Regions from separate parts of the Ovis aries genome. Here region 1 is linked to region 2. A link is a contact called in public Hi-C data. All regions are on one chromosome and are shown on one strand. Each heading gives the region's core, a stretch centred on a gene start, on an enhancer-like site or on the middle of the called end of the contact. The rest is flanking DNA. Distances are from core to core; before and after follow the strand shown.

The links. A called contact is a pair of places that touch in the nucleus more often than the background predicts.
Region 1: a Hi-C map of liver shows a contact between it and region 2, with 4 times the contacts expected there. The contact joins two enhancer-like sites. A contact is called at or near these places in 3 of 16 Hi-C or Micro-C datasets (hypothalamus, liver and tail adipose tissue).

What each region holds. Positions count from the first base shown.
Region 1 is chr15:31,531,780-31,538,650 of ARS-UI_Ramb_v3.0, reverse strand. It overlaps TECTA (tectorin alpha), which reads right to left. Exons shown (of 23, transcript XM_042232999.2): 23 at 5,663-6,444. The coding sequence ends at 6,344. Among named protein-coding and RNA genes, the nearest start is that of TECTA, 84 kb to the right of the region's middle. Within about 2 kb of position 2,975, at least 2 of the 54 cell types and tissues checked have an H3K27ac peak or open chromatin away from gene starts, as enhancers often do. A contact at or near this core is called in liver, where this site is marked.
Region 2 is chr15:31,296,459-31,303,563 of ARS-UI_Ramb_v3.0, reverse strand. GRIK4 (glutamate ionotropic receptor kainate type subunit 4) reads right to left here. Exons shown (of 21, transcript XM_042232998.1): 15 at 3,171-3,344. Among named protein-coding and RNA genes, the nearest start is that of TBCEL, 69 kb to the left of the region's middle. Within about 2 kb of position 1,728, at least 2 of the 54 cell types and tissues checked have an H3K27ac peak or open chromatin away from gene starts, as enhancers often do. A contact at or near this core is called in liver, where this site is marked.

The DNA.
Region 1 (6,871 bases), core at 1,726-4,225, 230 kb before region 2:
AATAGTGTGCTTTTAAACTGATTGCAATCACTTGCTAAATTGTTCACTGTGGCCCAAGGTGGTGATGGGTTTTTAAGATAAGGGAGATAAGATTTCTCTCCCTCTGTTGACATAGTTCTTGATTTCCACTTAAAGTTAACTAATGAAAGGAATTGTTTATGAAAAGGATCAAAAGGGCAAAAGTTCAATTAGTAAATATTAGCGCATGGGAGATGTGAATAAAATCTACAGGGGCCGCATCTCTAGATCCTGCTAATCTGGAATTAAAATTTAGAATATTTCCACTTCTATTTTGGAGATTAACAGTAAGTATTTAGGATCTGGGGCTTTGTTACAAGAAAAAAAAATTTGTTCTGTGCCATCCACAATGCTTCTCATTTTATGCCTTGACTATTCTGCTACGACACCTAGACACTTTTGCATATATGTCCCATCATTTTCCCTCATGGAATTACTTTGCCAAATTGCTTTCTGAGCAGGACTGTTCGAGAGAGTAGACTCCCTCCTTTGCAAGGATGCAGCACTCTGCAGTCATGAACTCTTGGGACTCAGGAAGAACATCATTGAATATCCACTTGTAACTCCTTGATCTGAATGATCCACGCAGAAAGTAAACTACATTCAAGGACCAGGACAGCAGGTTGTACCGAGAATTCTCATGTCAGGTAAGAGGAAAACACTAGGAGCCATGCATTCTTAACTTTGATTAGCATATAATTAACTTAATAGCACAGGTCTGCAAATAGTGTTAACATAGGAGAAATTCTGTGAGTTCCACATAAATTCAATGTAAATGTTTGTCAAGCTCTAAAGTAATTACTTATGTTATCTTTTTCATATATTTTTGCCCAGTTAAAAATAGGGTGATGTCAGTGGATTTTTGTACCCTGAACTATTCCACAAAGAAATTCAAGAGTCAGGGGGAGAAATCAAGAGCTGGGTGTCACTGTTTGTTTCTTCTTAAAAGGCTGAAAAAACTATCATTCTCATGTCTCATTAGAAGTTGGAAAGGACTAGATAAACCTACAAGCACACATATACGAGTGGGCTTGCATTTTTCTTTAGCTGGTACTTAATGCAATTATAACTTCAACCTGGTGCTTTCCCTCTGACTTCTCTGTCAAAATGCTGCATGATTTAGGATTGAGTAATAGTAAATACAGGTGGGAAAGCATTCGTTATGAAGGATGCTCCATGAGTACACGGTACTGTTATTTCATCTAATGAGAGAATGTCTGTGTTTTAAAACTGTCTCATCATCAATATTTTACGCTAATGAATAAAATAGTAGCTAACCCAGAGGCCACGTGCAAACAGAAACACACGGCAAAATGTACAGTGAACATCTTTCCTCCATTTGTTTTCTTAACAGAATTTGATCGCTGAGTTATACATGAAACGATGAGTCTTTTGTGTTTTATTTCGATCAACAGACACAGAGATCTGTCCCTCTGCCACAAAGACGTTGTCTTATATGAGAGTCATATTTCAGCAGACATAATTAAACCGTCACAAACAGAGTCTTCCATTAGTCAGACCAGAGTTATGGTTGTTGTGCTTTAGATGCATAAGAAAGTATTTCACAGTCTGCTGTGGGGAAAGAAAGACCACTAAATATTTCATGGCTTTTTCCAGATCAGATTGTTTATTTCTCAACATTTTAAAGAGATACTTAATTTTTCTTGACAACTATTTTTGTCAACACGTTAAGAGAAATGGATATTAAGGACAAAATTTGCATGGGATGCCAAGAGCTGCTATTTTTTTTCCTGGAATGATGCTTCCTGGGTGCATAAGAATAAATATCGTACTGTTCTCCAGAAATGTCCTTGGCATTTGATGTGTTCTCTAAAGCTACATTCTGGTAATGTTCCACGTCTAAGGTTTCAAGGAGAGGGAGAAATCATATTTTGATTGGTGTCGTTCAATGTACGTTTGTGTGTAATGAGAAAATAAAAGTAGACACTAGAGGGTGCTGTTTGATTTTCTTTTTCACTGAGTTGTGCCGCAGATGCCCGTGATCCAGGGCCCTGAAAAATGCCACCGTGTTCTCCTAGCCAGGACCAAATTGCAGCGCAATACAAGATGTAGACATCCCTGAGTTCAAGGGGAGAGGCCAGAAGGTTCAGAATGGTGTAGATGCTAAATTAATTCAGAATTAGTAAAGAAGTAATTCTTTATTACTCTAACCCTGTATGATTGTCATTTTTTAAAATAATTACTTAATTTTCTTGGTTGAAAGAAATTTTATTAGACTTCAAGCTCTCACTAAATGTCAAATGGTTCTAAAAATACCCAGAATATTAGACAATGTGAAACAATTCGTGCTCTCAAGGTTTGGCACTAGGATTTTGAATAGAACCCATACTACTGGTTAAGAAACTAATTAGAGAATTCCCAATTGGCAGAAATGCCAGACCCCAGGATGTTGTTTCTTTTGATATCAGAGAAATACCAAGTTAATAAGATTCCTAATTAGCTTCCCTTTTCACCTTTGCTAAGCATGTGCTTTCTTTCACCCCCGTTTCTTGAGGCAAATCTTTTTGAGTGGCAGGAGAAGACAATGTTCTGGAGTTCTCTAAATATATGCTATCATACGGTTTATGTTTGTATCCTGTCATTTTCTAACCTAAGAATATTTTAAAAGAAGCTTAAAGTTCTCATTTTGTAGAAAATTAAGGTATTGTGATACAGGATGATTTGTTTCAAGCAGACAATTAAATTAGCATTGTAGAAGGGTCAGGACCATCTCCCAGTTCTTCCTGCAGACAGTCAGCTGAGGGACCTGTTCATTTTTAGTTCCATAGACAAATGTTTCTCTTTAATATAGATAGGCATGATTGGTTCAAAGGCTACTTGGCAGCCATCACCACAGATTTCCGGTTCTTCTCCCACCCAGGCTACAGGAAGTTCACAATGCCCTCTCTCTGAACGTTAGTTCTGGCCATGTAACTTGCTTTGATCAGTGAAATGGGAACAGAATGATGTGTCTCTTATGAGGTGCGGTTCCCTACACTCTCTCCCCTTGCGGAGGTGAGCCCCAAAGTCTCCTATCGAGCTGGCAGCAACACAAGGTAATAAAATATTGAGAAATAACAAGTGTTGGCAAGGATGTGGGGAAAAGGGAACCCTTGGCTGTTAGGGATGTAAATTGGTGTAGCCTCTGGAAAATAGTATGATGATTCCTCCATAAACTGAAAATAGAACCACCACACGATCCAGCAATTCCACTTCTGGGCATTTATCCAAAGGAGATGAAAAGACTAACTTGAAAAGATATCTGCACCCCTGTGTTCATTGCAGCATTATTTACAATAGCCAACATGTGGAAACAACTAAATACCCATCGGCGGAAGAATAAGAAGGTGTGGTACATATACATATACAGTTGGACCCGACTGATGACTGAATACACACACGCATATAATGGAATATCATTCAGCTATAATAAAGGAAGAAATCCTGCCACTTGCAATAACATGGATAGAACTTGAGGGATTATGCTAAATGAAATAAGTCAGACAGTGAAGGACAAGTATATTGGGTTAGCCAAAAAGTACATTTTCCATAACGTCTTATGGAAAACTGGAAAGAACCTTTTGGACAACGAATAGTATGGTCTCATTTATTGGGGAATCGAAAAAACAAAACAAAACAAACAAACATAGAACAAACTGGTGGTTCCTAGAGACAGAGTGAAATGGGTGAAGAGGGTCAAAACATACAAACTTCCAGCTACAAAAATAATTGTGTCCTGGGGATGTAATGTACAGCATGGTAACTATAGTGAATAACTGACTGTATTCTGTATTTGAACGTTAGAAGAGTAGATCTTAAAAGTTCTCATCACAAGATAAAAAGTGTAACTATGAATGGTGATGGATGTTAACTAGACTTAGTGAAGGTCATCTCCTGGTATATACATATACTGAATCTGTTAGAAACTAACATCATGTTAGATGTCAATTACATCTCCATTAAAAAGGTGACTCTAACACAGGGGTTAGGAAAATAACCAATGGAAGAGAATCAAGAGCTCACAGGACCACAGAGACTGAAGCTGATTCATGCTAAAGGTGGTACTGCAGTCCTATGAGGAAAGAATACATTGCTCAGTAAAAATAAGAGAAAAGCGAGCGAATGAAATCTCCATCCACGTCCAGCCCCCAGGATGGAAGTAAGGATCAGAGCCCCCTGATGTGAGCAAAAGAGAAACCTTTGTTGTTTAAGCCACTTAGATTCTGGGGTTTTCTATTAGGCCTGTGTATCTACCTTATCCTGATGACAGGTGAGGATGTCAACCCTCTGTGAGAAAACCAGAAGCCAGGAATCAAAGTGTGGCCAGAAAGGATTTAATTTAAAAATATTAAAGAAAAACACAATTATAGTCTTTAATTTAGAAATTTATAATGACTTTGATATGAAGACCAATAAAGAGAAGTTATTACATGGGAAAACGTTTCCTCCTTATATGTCTTCAGGTTAAAATTTATCTAAGGAAATCATGTGTTGCTCAGTGTGTTTGACTCTTTGTGACCCCATGGACTGTAGCCCTCCAGGCTTCTCTGTCCATGGGATTCCCTAGGCAAGAACACTGGAGGACTCTTGCTGTTCCCTTCTCCAGGGGATCTTCCTGACCTAGGGATCGAACCCAGTCTCCTGCAGTGCAGGTGGATTCTTTACTGTCTGAGCCACTAGGGAAGCCAAATCAGGTAGAAATAAATAAATAAATGTTACTGTGTTCAACTCAAAATCTGATTGTGAAAACCTATACCTTAGACTCTGGAAATGAGAACTGAACATTAGCTCTGAAGCTGCTATCTTAAAGTGGGGAAAGTGTGGAGCTGGGGATTTTCGCGTGAAAAAAGAACATGTGCATAACATCAATTTCCATCACGGTGCGGAAGAAGTACTGCATCTCACCGCGAATGGGCAGTTTATTCCTTAATCCATCTCAATGTTCAGCATTTTCCCAAAAGATCCTAAAATGTCCAGGTTGAAGCAGACGCATATTTTTCTCCATCAATACCAGCTGTCTTCCTGGCTGCACAGCATCCATGGCTGCCAAGCTAGAGCCTGCAGACCCTCCCAGGGGCTGAGAGAACAAAGCCGCTCAGCCCAGACTCAGTCTACATCCCACTTCTTCAGTCCAGCGACAGTGACAGCCTTTTATAGGCCCGACAACAGGAATCGTCCTCACACTCACAGTCAAGGACACTAGGGTTTCTGCTCAGTGTTTCCCAGAGTCCCCAGGAAACGGCGGAAATACCCTCAGCTTCAATCCAGAACAACTTCTAAATGAACTGGAAGCGGTGTTTACTTTGTTTTTAACCTTAGAAAGAGAGGCACCCCAGGGATATATTTACCAGGCCCTCCATTTTGTAGTTAATTAGAGTAAATGTGGGGTTTTGTATCATATACAAAAGAGGCCACTGCCTGCTTCTCTTCTTCTCAGCACCTTACTAAATGCCCCGCTAATGCTCTGTCAGTACAAACAGCCACATAACAAAATGCATATGAGCTCCAGCCAGCAGGGCCTACCTGCTCCAATTGCTGCTGCTCTAGCTGTCTCTTTGTTTATATCAGAGGATGCTATTTGGTGTGCAAAGCTTCACCTCGATATGAATGATTCTGGCCACCAAATAATGAGAATAATTGAACACAGAGTTTATTTAAGCATAAAACATATTAAAAATTATCCGGTTGATTTGTAAAAGAGAAGAGTGTGGGTCTGAAGGGAAGGATGGGGGGTGGGGTTCCCCAGGTCAGCAAACAATATACGAGGTGGACACGTGGCCCTGGCAGGACTGGCAGACAGGAGGGCAGGGGGAGGAGAACACAGGTGAATTGGAGGTCAGACACTTCCAAACACCGGAGAGACCCCTCAGAGGGAGTCAAGCCTTCCACTCACTGCTTCTCAATATTCCCTGTCATTCCACCAGGCCCTCCCTCTGGAAAAACTATGATCCCGACATAGCACTGGATCTACTGGTGGGGTAGATTTCTCTGGTTAGATTTCCAGGTAGACTTGTCTCACCAGAATTTTTTCCTTTACTGGTTTTTCCTGTGAGCCGAACGTTCCTAGTGACAATTGTTTGGAAGTGTTAGGGAAGATACATGTTTTCCACAAGCAACTTTTAGAAGCCGGTTTGCATACTCTGAAAGGGGAGGTGGTGGCATGGCTCTTCCCTCTTTTCTGGAACTCTGACCATACGGGGGAGATGGCATCACTTTGAGACTGTGGACAATTTCAAATAGGTTCTGACTTAAGGGCACACACCTTATCGCCTACAGGGGGTCAAAGTAAGTAAATTACAGTACTTTATATATAACCTTGAGTGAATTATGAGGTCATGCCTGACTTATAGACAAAATGCCATAATGAAATCTGGGTCATGACGAGAAGCAGCATCCAAACTTGAAGTTCGATGGAAGAATTAGAGGCTGTGAACAGAAAGAGCGACATGGTAAGTCCTAGGAAAAAATGTACCTGCTTGACATGGATCAGCCATCCTGGTGGATTCAAATAAAGGCACCTGCTTTCCTCAATGCCAAGAACCCACTTTCTCCAAATAGACTTGACTGTGGCAGCGAGGAAGTGAAATTAACTCAACCTCTAGATGAATCCTGCTAACTTAAAAGGTGTCAGGGAAACCTGGTAGCTAAGGCTACTGCAGGCAAGTGTGTTTGATGGATCACACACCCCAGTCCTGGACTTGGGGGCCAGAGTAAAGGTCACTACTTGGTTCTTAAATGCCTGGATGTGTGTGTGTGCTCAGTTGCTCAGCTGTGGTCTGACTCCTTGACCCCATGGACTATAGCCCTCCAGGCTCCTCTGTTCATGGAATTTTCCAGGCAAGAATACTGAAGT
Region 2 (7,105 bases), core at 479-2,978:
ATTGTGACTTTACAGAAGAGGAAACCGAGGCTCAGAGAAGCAAAGTCACGTGGCCAAGTAACACATGGAGAAATTCGTATTCTAAAACCAGTTCCACAAATCGTCAGAGCAGGAGCTCTTCAAGACAAACTGATGACAAGCACCTCTGAGCCGCTGATAAGTTGGAATTAGGAAACACTCTTACAAAGGTCATGCTATTTCAAAATGGAAGGTTGTTTCATTGGGTAGATCGAACTCATTTAAAATTAGAATAGCTCTGCAACTCAGGCAGCACACACGCTAAAGTCATTAAAACCAGTTTGTTCACTTAAGTAGGTTAAACAGGACTTCTACCATCTGGTCAGCAGTATGGATCTGCTTTCTAATCCATTTGTTTATAGGGGTTCAAAGATATATGTAAGCATAACTGAGGCTGGCGAATCGCCAAATTCTGAATCAGTGGCGTCTGAATTAATGAGGCTTCAATTCATTATGAAGACGTGTGCCAGCGAAGGCACAGTGTTTGCCACAGGCTGCGGCAGGGCAGCTTGCAGGTGGGTTTGCAAGAGCAGGAAGTCCCATTGCCCCCTTGGCCTGTGCGCTTTCTTCCAGGAGTGATAGGACAGGTGCACCCGTCAACTTGACAGGCACATCCACATGCCAGCCCACCAGATCCATGCCCCAGACCACCAGTAAGAGATCTGGTTTTAGTTCTGGCTTTGTCTAATTCCATCTGTGAGACCTTGGGGGAAAGCTACACAACTCCTCTGAGGTCGTTTGCGTGTCTAATAAATGGGGGATAATAATGCCTGCTTTGTGTTTCCCAGGTGGGACAGTGGTAAAGAATCCACCTGCCAGTGCAGGAGATGCAAGATACTCAGGTTTGATCCCTGGTTCAGGAAGATCTCCTGGAGGAGGAAATGGCAACCCACTCCAGTATTCTTGCCCAGCAGGCCATGGTCCATGGGGTTGCAGAGATTTGAACATGGCTTAGTGACTGAACACCCTAATAATGCCTGGTTTACCTGTCTTGGATCAGACCAGATAACATGTCATTAGTGACTAATTATCTGTAAAGGATGAGATGAGCATGAGATACAGAGACAAGTAGAGACAGTCCCATTTCATCATAAATGGGATGAAAATCATTTGTCTACCTTCCCTACTGGTGACCTGTAAGTGCCTCCATCCTCAAATTGGCTTTCCTGCTCCTGCCAGAGTTCTCACACCCTCCCGGAAGTTGTTTCTCATGAGCCTCCCCCAGAGGAGGCTGGGGGTGGTGGTGAGTGCTCCCCAGGTGGAGGTGAGCATTTGGAAGTTGCTCTGACCCACTGTTGTGGGTTAATGAGCCCTGGGTATGGACATGACCTCAGAGCTGGCTGGGGAGGTTCCCTCAACCACACAGCTACACTCTGGCATCTGTTCCACCCTGGACAGCCATGCGGCTGTTTATGCCACTGGTCACAGGGGACAGTTCCAAGAGCCTAAGTAGCTCAGTGCAAGTCCATTGCCTCTGCTGAGAAAGCAAATGACACCCAAGCTCCCCCCAGCGGGGTCAACAGAGCCTTGCTCCTGTGCCAAACGGGCATTTTATTGTGAAGTTGGCATTCTTGTTAGAGACATGGTATTTTCTGTCACTTGCTCTGGATGAGGATGCCGTATTAGGTCACAAAGGCCGGGTCCTCTGACCTCCCACTCTCCAGGGAGCCAACAAACTGAGGCTGTGATTTCATAACCAAGAGCTCCGAGAGGCAGATGGGCACACCAACACCCCTGGGTCAGGCTGGGGAGGGCCGAGCCTCCCTCCCACACACGCTCTGGAGCAGGGTAACAGAGCCACCTGGGGCCAGCTATTTAAAGCCCCCCTGAGCCAGGGGGCTGAGTCAACAACCTGCAGGACAGGTGGTCCCCTTGGCACCAGGGCAGATGTCCTCTAGGGGAGGGAATTCCTGGAGGTGTGAACTGACAGGTTAAGGGAGCAGGCAATGGAGCCCCACTTGGTGCCACATGGTAACATGCCCCTTTGGAAGGAAAAGCCCAGGTAGAAAGGGATCAAAATCTGCAGCTGACATCTCATCTCCGGGTCTCTGCCCAGATTTCCTGGATTTTTTAGAGGGTTCTGCGATTGTGCCTGCCAAGGTCTCCTTTCTGCCGGGGAACGTGAAGCCCGGCTCCCCATGGTGATACGCTCAGTGACTCCTGGGCTGGTGTGATAATGGGTGAGGATCGTGCCCCAGCAATTTAAATCCTACTGTATTTGTCACTTATCAATCCCGGCTGTGTTTCCACCTGCTAGGATTCAGTCCCAGTCCAGTGACTCCCAGGTAACTGTCCAGATGCTCCACCATCCCCAGCATCCTCATCCCTTCCCCCTTCCTCCAGCTTACACAGGCTGAGAAGGAGGGGAGAGAATGAAGCCTGTAAGTCCTAAAAGCTGTGACACCAAACCCGACGGTGGGTTTTTAAGTGAGGACGGAGAACTTGCCTCTCAAGGGTACATCGATATTTCATTTCCCCCCAAAATGAATGGTCTAATAGCAATGATCAGTTCAAACATTTATGTGGCTCTTCCAAATTTTCAGGGAACTTTCCCACACCTTGAATCATTTCACCCTCTTCCATTTGCCCTGCCTGATCCAAGAGGAGAAGGAGCTGGCCAACAGCCCTGTGGATCCTGCTGTCAACTTAGACCCTGAGGTCCCGTCCAACTCTGAGCCACTAAGAGCTTGCATTTTTCGACACCTGCTGAGGTGGACACGTCTGGCAGGCCCAGAGGCAGGAGCAGAGAGACAGAGCTCCAGAAAGCTGCTGGAGGGGGAGTGATGTGACTTGGGGTTGGTGAGGGGAGGGCCAGGACTTCCTGCTACACACTGTGCATATTTGCACAAATTTGCACATGACTTCTCAGGCCCTGCCTCTCAAATGCCAGTCATTCTCAGGTCAGGAAGTTATAACTGCCTTGCCATGGGCATTTTCTCATCGGCTCTCCTTTTGTGCCTTGGCTCCTCTCCGCATCTCCAAGGCGGGAAAGGGGAAGGAGAGAAGATGGCACAAACAGCACCATCCACTGCACCTCCCCCCACCCCACCCCACCAGCCCTCTGAGCTGGCAGAGGCTGTCCGAGGGCGGGGCTGAGGTTCCTGCCTGCAGGAAGCCGGATCAGGGCTCATCTGAGGACCCCAGGATCTTACCAGACGCCACTGACGCAGCGGGTGGATAAGGCGCGCGGGGCGATGGTAGAGCCCTGCTGCATGAAGCCCCCGACCGGAAACCAGAGGCTGTTGCCCAGGGAGTACTGATTCACAAGGAGGTTGCACCGGCCCTGGGCACACGGGTGGGGGCTGTACCACTCGTAGGGGGTCAGTCTGTGGGAGAAAGGAACACATGTCAGCGCCGTGGAGGGTGGGCATGAAGAAGGGGTGCTGGGGGTGTGGGGGTGCTCTTCTTCCTGGCCTGACCCCTGGACCTTGGTAGCTGCCTGTGGCCTTGGGCAAGCCAGCTCCCTTCTGTTGGACTATGTTGGCAGTTTTGGAACTTTCTTTAATCAAAGAAACATCTTAATTTTTTCAAAATAAATCAAGTCATGGGGGTGGGTGGCTGGGAATTGCTTGTTCTGTCTTTTTTGTTCCCCCGAAGTGACCACAGAGAGAACCCTAGGGCCCCACAGAGCCGTGGATTGAAAACTCTCAGCCCAGAGTGGAAATTCTCAAAATGTAACTGACATCAGAATCACCAAGAAGGCTTGTGAAAACACGGATCGCTGGGCTCCAGCCCTGAAGTGTCTGATTCGCTAAGTCTGGGTGAGGCCTACGAATCTGCAGGTTCCTGGGAGAAGGGGATGCCACTGGTCCAGGGACCACACTTTCCAAACCACTGACCCCAGTGGTTCCCTCCAGCCCTGGTTCTCAACCGTGTCTGTGTTTCAGACTCACCCAGGAGCTTTTTAAAAAATGCCAACACCTGGATTCCATGCCCAGAGGTTCTGATTTCATTTGTCCAGGGATGGCCTGGGCCTCAGCATGTCTCAGGGCTCCCTGGATGAGTGTGATGGGCACATAGGGTTGACAAGGCACACAGGCTCCTTTGACTGTCCCTCACAGCCTCACGCTGGCCTCTCTCCCAGCAGTACCTCTGATGTCTCTGATACCCTAACCTCCTGCCCATCAGACACATGCCCTCCCTCTTCCCTAGCATGCCTCCCACACAAAGCCTTCAGCTCTGATGTGGGAGACGCATCTGGACATATGCCAAGAAGGGCAGGTCTGTGTGTTCACGCGATGCCATCATCTTCCCCGGCCTTCCTGTCCCTTCGCCCAGCCTAGTCTGCAGGTGCTGCAGGGCTGGTTCACATTTCCTTCGCTGCTACTTGTTGCTGATTACAAGGCCAGTGTGCCATCTCTGGCCCCTGCCCCCATACGTCCTCCTTCCTTCCAGGGGCTGCGGGGCTGGATCGGACCCGTGGGGCTTCACCCCAGTGGTTCCCAAGCCTACGGGTGGTTGGATGTGAGCTTCAGAACTACAGATTCCCGAGGCCTCATCCCTAGAGATTCTGAGATGATCTGACTTAGACATTCAAGTTGTTTTAAAGCTCCCTGAATGACTCTGATATCAGCTGGCTTGGGAACGGCTGCCATAGAGCAGTGGCTTTCAAACATCTTTTCCCTCTAAAATCTCACCCAGAAGTACAATACATGAGAGAGAGAAGTGGAGCTGGCCTGAATGAAGACGAGCTGAGGCCGCAGAGCTCTGTGTGCCTAGCCTCTTCACCGCTCCTCCACGTGTCCGCGCCTACCAGGAGCCTCCACGTCCCCGGGAACCCAGTTTGAAAGCTATTGCCCTGGGCCAAATTACCCTACCCTCAGATATTACTCATATAGGATATTATATGTATTTTGCTGCTGTTGTTCAGTTGCTAAGGCCATGTTGGACTGTAGCATGCCAGGCTCCTCTGTCCTTCACTGTCTCCTGGAGTTTGCTCAAATTCATGTCCATTGAATCAGTGATGACATCCAACCAACTCATCCTCTGTTGTCCCCTTCTCCTCCAGCCTTCAATCTTGCCCAGCATCAGGGTCTTTCCCAATGAACTAGCTCTTCATATCAAGTGGCCTGTATGTCTGTGTGTGTGTGTGCGTGTGTGTATATATATACATATTGTATGATATATATGATGTATGATCAGACCTCTAGTACAATTTTTTGGTTAATCTTTTTGTTAATTCTGGATCCTGGGGGGCCAGTGTGTGTGTATGAATGTGGATGGCAGGAGAGAGGGACTGTCTAAGCCCCCAGGGCTGATTGAAAAGTTTCAGGCTGTGAAAGGCAGGGTGAAGCAGTCTTGTGTGTGTGTGTGTGTGTGTGTGTGTGTGTGTGTGTGTGTATGTATCTGATAGCTACGCCCTAATACCACTTCCAGTCCCTCAAGGCCACCTGAGAACCATGACTTTCTACACACAGGGCCTCAATCAAAGGGGACAAGAGAGAATTCCAGGGCAGCGGAGCCGAGACTCAGGCAGACAGCTTCCAGTGAGCAGCCGCAGACAGCCCAGCGAAGTGCAGAGGGGACGTGTCAGATGGCGTGCCAGCTCCCGCGCCTTGCCAGTCGACACTGACAACAGATTCTTGACAGTGGGCATGGCTACAGGCCCAAGGAGGGTAGGTGGCACCAAGCGGCACACGCAGCACCCTGTGATGATGACCAGGTTGTAAGCAAGGCCTTTCCCCCTTTGGCTGGGTCTCAGGGGTCGGGAACGACTTCCTGAACCTGGCTTTGATCTCCACTGGAAGAGGCATGGAGTGGGTGATGCCATGCCTCTTGGGCAGGTAGGGAACTGCCCTAGGGGTTTGTACTCCGAAGATCCTTGGGGCTCCATTTTCATTTTTTAAAATTCATTTTTAACTGGGGGGAAATTGCTTTACAATGTTGTGTTGGTTCCTGGTGTGTGTGTGTGTCTGTGTGTGTGTGTATGTGTGTGTCTGTTAGTTGTTTGGTTGTGCTTTGAGAGCCCACCAACGTAGCCCACCAAGCTTCTCTGTTCATGGGATTCTCTAGGCAAGAATACTGGAGTTGGTAGCTATTTCCTTTTCCAGGGGATCTTCCCGACCCAGGGATCGAACCTGGGTCTCATGCATTGCAAGCGGAGGATTCTTTACCACCTGAGCCACCAGGGAAGGCTGGTCTCCTCTGTGAATGAGTGAGTGAGTGAAGATGCTCAGTTGTGTCCGACTCTTTGCGACCCCATGGACTGTAGCCTACCTACCAGGCTCCTCCCTCCATGGGATTCTCCAGGCAAGAGTACTGGAGTGGGTTGCCATTTCCTTCTCCAGGGGATCTTCCCTACCCAGGGATCGAAGAAACCAGGTCTCCCACATTCCAGGTGGATGCTTTAACCTTTGAGCCTCCAGGGAAGCCCAGTGATGGAAATCACCCATAATTATACACGCATCCCCTCCCTCCTGGGAGTTCCATCTTCTAGCTGGAGGGAGCACAGGCTCCCCTTGAGCAATGAATAAACGTGCTTCTGGGGAAGACCCCACCTCATAGAGGTGGACCATTCACCTCAGAATAGGCCAGCGCTGCCCCTGTAGCCCCAAGGCAGAGGAGAGCAGACAGCTGGACCAGAGCCACTGTCAGCCCCCTAGACTCTCAATCTGAGTGGGTCTTGGCTCCCCTGAGGTGATCAGCTGAGTTCTGAGCAGGAAGCAGGGCTCTGTATGAATGACCCTGAACCACGGGAGCTGGCTCTGCCTCTGGATAGTAAGTGGGCTCTTCTGAAGCCCAACTTAGCCTCAGAGAGAAATGACCCTCTCTGCGCATCCTCTTGGGATGCTCCTTGGCTTCTTCCTGGGCTCAGGGACACTCTCTCGTGTCCAGGGAGATGGGGGATGGGTTTCTTGTCCTCCCCGACCCTGGATCTGGACCATGTGTCTCAACTCAGCGCTGCTTGCCAACACTGCTCTCCATCCTGCCCTGCTGCTGCCAGCCTCCCTGCACGGTCTCCATTCAACAAGGCAGCTGTGTTTTCACAGACAGACCGGGCTGGGGAAGGGCCAGGCCCTCTGCAGAGGAGGCCGTCTCCCTTGCCTGTGTCACTGAGGCTGCCGGTTCCCAACTCCGGATTTGCAGC